Linked DNA regions of Mus musculus: region 2 is linked to region 1. A link is a contact called in public HiCAR-type data. All regions are on one chromosome and are shown on one strand. Each heading gives the region's core, a stretch centred on a gene start, on an enhancer-like site or on the middle of the called end of the contact. The rest is flanking DNA. Distances are from core to core; before and after follow the strand shown. Region 1 has its middle 36 kb from the start of Scg3. Region 2 overlaps Hmgcll1 (3-hydroxymethyl-3-methylglutaryl-Coenzyme A lyase-like 1).

Region 1 (2,704 bases), core at 180-2,679:
ACAACATTATGAACTAACCAGTACCCCGGAGCTCTTGACTCTAGCTGCATATGTATCAAAAGATGGCCTAGTCGGCCATCACTGGAAAGAGAGGCCCATTGGACACGCCAACTTTATATGCCCCAGTACAGGGGAACGCCAGGGCCAAAAAGGGGGAGTGGGTGGGTAGGGGAGTGGGGGTTGGTGGGTATGGGGGACTTTTGGTATAGCATTGGAAATGTAAATGAGCTAAATACCTAATAAAAAATGGAAAAAAAAGAAAAACAAACAAACAAACAAAACGAATACTAGGCATGTGGATCTATTTTGTTGGTTTCATGTCTGATTTGGATATAGCAGGCTATTGCTAGGGCCCAGAATGTGCCATCCAACGCAAATCTGTAGGTTGAGAAAGGTATACGTGGGGCTGGCGCCTGGTTGTGAAGCTCAAGTTAAATCCAGTGACTCAGGAGAGTGCAAGCAAGGGGTAGGATCAGACAGAATCAAGCATAGCCTGAGCACAGAATCTGCAGGCTGCTCTGGGTCTGGCGAGTGGTTCTGTTGCCCTCTTCTGGTCACCTTTGGTACTGCATACATGTGCACCAGTGTGCATGCAGACCGAACACCAATAGATACAAAAATAAATCAATCTTAACTAGAAAAAGGCAAAAAATTAAATTTATTTATTTGAGAACGTGTGTGTGTGTGTGTGTGTGTGTGTGTGTGTGTGTGTGTGTGTGTGTGTGTGTATGTGTGTTGCTGTGGTGTGTGGAGTATGTTCATTCAATGTCAGAGAACACCATGGATGGATCTTCCATCCTGTGGCTCATGTGGCCTTAGCATGGGAGCAGGAGCCTTTACCCGATGACCATCGATCTTCTGCCCTGGCGCTGCCGTGTCTAATGCAAAGTGTAGCAAAGATATGGCCTAGGCAGACCTTTAGATGAACGATGCTGTAAGCCACATTGAAAACCTTATGCTTTACCTTGCCCTCATGCCTGCTTTTGGTGATAGCTATTTCATACTGTCACCCCATAGACACAAATACAGTTTTCTCCTCTGAATCATACCCATAGAAACTCTTAAAAATAATATTCTCCAAACAGTAAGTTTTGATGGGGTTTTCCTCAGAGTGACAGAAATCTGCTAACTGCTTATCAGGCCAGGAGTTAAATAGCAGCATTTTGCTTTTGATTTTTTTGTTTGTTTGGTTGGTTTGGTTTTCAGAGATTGTTGAGGATTTTTGGAGTCCAATTCAATAATGATGTAAATCAAATGTTAAAATAATCCTCTAAGGAGACTTCCTTTATTTAGGAGAAAACAGTTTCACCCGTAACCATGGCGAGTTGGCATTGTTGCTATTGTTTTGTAAGCTGTTGGTGGGACTTTTCTGACTTTTAGTCTAGGTTTTACTCAAATACAACAGATGGCAATGATTACACTTTTATAACCTTCTCTTTAAAAAGAAATGACTAAACAGAGCACAGTAAAATAAACAAGCTTACTGCCCGGAGGGTTTTGTTTCACATTTTATTAAAACTAAAACTGAGGGAAGTAACTAGTCTCCCCTCAAACATTGAGAGGTCCCGCTCTAAAGGAGATTACTGGGGCACAGGGTTACGGTAGGTGAGGACCAAGGGGATGGGGAGAGCAGGGAGAGGGTGTGGATCAACACAAACTAAACATGTATGGTGGTGCCATAACAAAACTCCTGCTCTGCCCAACATGCATTAAAGGGTACAAAATAATAATACGTTGCTTTTATGCCACTTCTGATTCCAATAAACAAAACAAACAATACAACAAAAACAAGATGGCCACAGGACTGATTGCTCAAATCAGAATCAAATGTGTGACCTAAGAGAAATTCCCTGACTTGTGGGACTTCTCACATGTCTCAAATCCTAAGGTACCAATTTAGATGTAATTAATATCGACGATGATACACTTAATAGCAAAACTTTTCATTAAAACACTTTCAGGGTTCCTAGTATTATGTAATATAATATAAACATTCAGTCTTCTTAGTATTATGTAGTTCTCCATGTTCCAGCTCTATGTTCTCACTCATGTGTGGAATCACATGATAATCTAGGTAAACACAGTAACAAATACATGCGTGCATAGAGTATACCACGAAGAAAAGTCAACAAGGAAAGCTAAATACATGAAGACGAGAAAGAACTGAACACAGGTCATGCACACCAGTTATGAAACAGGATATAAAGCCAGTGGTGGTGGCACGAGCCTTTAATCCCAGCACTACAGAGGCGGAGGCAGGCCCATTTCTGAGTTCCAGACCAGCCTGCTCTACAGAGCAAGTCCCAGGAGAGCCAAGACTACACTCAGAAACTACATCTCAGAAAAAAAAAAAATTAAAAACCGTTTGGAAAACCAGAATCATAAAGAGAAAGAAAGTCAAAGAGATGTTCAGAAGTAAACTGTGACGTTTCTGCTACAGTTTCTCAGAGCATCTCATTCTGTGCGTGTCTGGAAAGAGCTGTGTGTGTGTGTGTGTGTGTGTGTGTGTGTCTGCGCACGTGATGTACATACCTGGTCTGGCCAAACCTTCCTGTCAAGAACCGGCCTTATTGGTCTTTCAGGCTTTCTATGGGAATACTCTCAGAGGATACTCAGCCCCTCCATGCTCAGGTAACCTTTGAGCTAAGACTGCATGGGGGAAACATACACTATAAATTATAATGTAGAGACCTGTATTAGTCAG
Region 2 (2,700 bases), core at 199-2,698, 300 kb before region 1:
CCACTGAGCTACACACAGGCCTTTTAAATTTATTTCTCTATTGATTGTATCTAATTTTTTGACATTAACACAAATTATGATTTGTGAATAAATTAAAATGCAAGCCTTCATAGGCCTGGGTAATTTTAAAAGTCTCTATGTAGAATTGTTTTTTTTTTTTACATAGTTTTATTTTAGAATAAATGTTTTGAGGACAAGATTCACTAATTAATATTTACATAAGTAAATAGCATCCAAATGAGTTATAAAAAGGGTTCGAACCAACAGAAGAAATTAAAAACTCTTGAGTATTAATTTTGGGCTGAATTCTGATTATTTGGGAAAAGGAAGAGCGCTCAGATGGAAAGATGGCAAGTGTCTGGTGCCTTAACTACAATTTCCTGCCAGCTGAAGGATTACGAAAAACAGAAACATGGAAAAATAGAAACATCTTGAACAAGCACATCATGCTATTTCCACGTGATTGTCCACCACCAAGGGTCCCCAGAACAAATCATCCTGAGCACAGAAGGCAATTTGATGCCAAGGACAGTTAGAAGACAAATGTGTATAAAGGCATTCTTTTATACCTACATGTTTAAGTGTAGTGCAATCAAATAGAATATTTCCAGGGATAAAATTTTCTCAGCAAGGCAGCTGTAAAGGACTATTTGCCTCTCCTACATAGATTAACAATTGCCAGACTACTAGAAGGAAACCAGAATTCTAAAAGCTGCTTTTGTTCTTAGGATTTTAACCAGGCTGGCCAAAAACTTTCAAATTTGGAATCCAGTTAAAATGATCCAAATAGGCGATTTGATTTTGCCTCTCAAAAAACCACAGGTCACCTGCAAGTGACCCATGACGTTTCTGTGCCTGTGAAGTCTGGCCTCCTGGTTGAGTAGAAAAGAAAAAAATAAAAAGAAATAAAACTAAAAGGGAAGTGTGTACCATGGAGAAAGAGAAGAAAGGGTCAGAGAAAGTTACAACACAGAGTGAATAACCATAAAGCCAGAAAACTTGGAGGAGCTTGAAGCTGAGAAAAAAAAAAAAAAATCACAGCATAGGGGGAAGGAAGGATGTAAAAGCCAGCTGGAATCAGAGAGAGCAAGGAATCCAGGAGCCAACAGAAATCCAAGGACAGAAAGTATTGAAGATTGAAGGGAACAGGAAATTTATTGGAAACTCAGTTGTTTTTCCTTTTTTATGCAATGCAGTTCTATTCCAGACTGAATTCTACTCTCAACCTCAGGGAGGGCAGAAAGGAAGTCAAAATTCACAGTAGTCTTTCCCCAGCCTGCACTCTCTCATGAGCAGGAGCCAAGAGCTCAGGAAGAACACAGGAAAGGAACCTTGATAGGAGCACAGTTGGTAGCTGGTGGCTGCAGCAGCAGCAGCCAGCACAGAGCTTACCAAGATGGGGTGAAGGGAAAACAAAGACAGCTGGGAGCCAACCGCAAGGGCTGCTGAGTCAGAGCTTCCAGAAGACTCAATAAACTCTTCAAGTGAGTCCTCTCATGGCTATAGTGGAAACACGCCTGCAAACTGAATGTTCTGGAGGTAGAACTTCCTGCGTTCCCAACCTAACTCTGCTCTTCACTAGCTGCTGGCTATGAGCAACTTATTTAACCATTGTGTGCCATGCCTTTGAAATCTACAAAACAGACTAGTGAGATGATTAAATAAGCAACCAGGAAGCACCTGGGATGTACTTAACATCCAACAGTGGTAGCTATAAAAAGTGCTTGAAACAGGAAGCCCATACAAAATAATATGATTTGATTAAAGAGGATGAGGAAAATACAGAATTATTACACATTTTTATATATATATAAAACACCAAGAAACAGATTTCCTAATAGGATAGAAACTAAAACACAGCCCAGGGTGTCTACTCTTGTCTCAGCATGTAGATGTGAGTCATGCACATTCAGGAATCAAATTGTGACCAGATTTGACCTAAAGCTATTTGAAAAGTCACAGTGTAAGAATGGAGAAACTTGTTCCTGTGGGTTTACGGATGAGTGTATTTAGAACACATTCAGAAATTATACTAGTTTCGGAAAGTGGCACCAGTAGGCTCTTCTCTTTGATCCATGACCTCACTAGCAACTGGTAGGCTGGGGAGGTTTAGAGCAGAGATGAATTCCTCCCTACTGAGTCCAATTAGACAGCTGTTGGCTATCCCTAAGATGGGTCACTACTGCACTCTTGGGGATAGCTTGCTGAACTGTCGTTCGTTGTTTCGGTTCACAGGTTTCACAGTTGAATAGGACTATTGATTGCTTTTCTCCCTTGGCAGCCTGCATACACAGCACCCACAGAAACTGAGAGCCAGTCCTCAGGGGTGGGGCTTTGAGGCCAGATCCAGCTCAGTTTCTGCAAGTTTTGTATTTGAAGTGTGTGGTGTGGTCTGTTTTTCCCATTTCCTTCTCATACCACCTGCATCCTACTACCCTGATTCTAGCTTTCATCAAAGAAGCACCCTTCTGCAGTCAGAGACAATTTCAGATATCAACAACTAATCAAAATACAGAGGCTACTGACTATGGGTTGTCCATCTCCTGTCAACACAACCCTTACACCTATGACTCAGGAAACATCTCAAGAGGGGGCAGAAAGAGTTTAAGAGCCAGAGGGTCAGGATGTCTGTTATAATATAGTGCCTTCTAAATATGACAGGGATTCTGTACCCACGTTATCCCAAAAATATAGTCCCCT

Evidence for each region. HiCAR-type assays count read pairs that join an accessible place to other places.
Region 2: a contact with region 1 is called in a HiCAR-type map of fibro-adipogenic progenitors, with 4 times the contacts expected there. The contact joins two enhancer-like sites. A contact is called at or near these places in 3 of 39 promoter capture datasets (the 3T3-L1 cell line, hippocampal neurons and liver), 1 of 115 datasets of contacts at active chromatin or transcription factors (fibro-adipogenic progenitors) and 1 of 9 other capture datasets (pancreatic islet).

The regions. Positions count from the first base shown.
Region 1 is chr9:75,718,301-75,721,004 of GRCm38.p6, reverse strand. No RefSeq gene overlaps it. Among named protein-coding and RNA genes, the nearest start is that of Scg3, 36 kb to the right of the region's middle. Within about 2 kb of position 1,429, at least 11 of the 459 cell types and tissues checked have an H3K27ac peak or open chromatin away from gene starts, as enhancers often do. A contact at or near this core is called in fibro-adipogenic progenitors, where this site is marked.
Region 2 is chr9:76,023,154-76,025,853 of GRCm38.p6, reverse strand. All of the region lies in intron 1 of Hmgcll1 (3-hydroxymethyl-3-methylglutaryl-Coenzyme A lyase-like 1), which reads right to left. Among named protein-coding and RNA genes, the nearest start is that of Hmgcll1, 9.5 kb to the right of the region's middle. Within about 2 kb of position 1,448, at least 154 of the 459 cell types and tissues checked have an H3K27ac peak or open chromatin away from gene starts, as enhancers often do. A contact at or near this core is called in fibro-adipogenic progenitors, where this site is marked.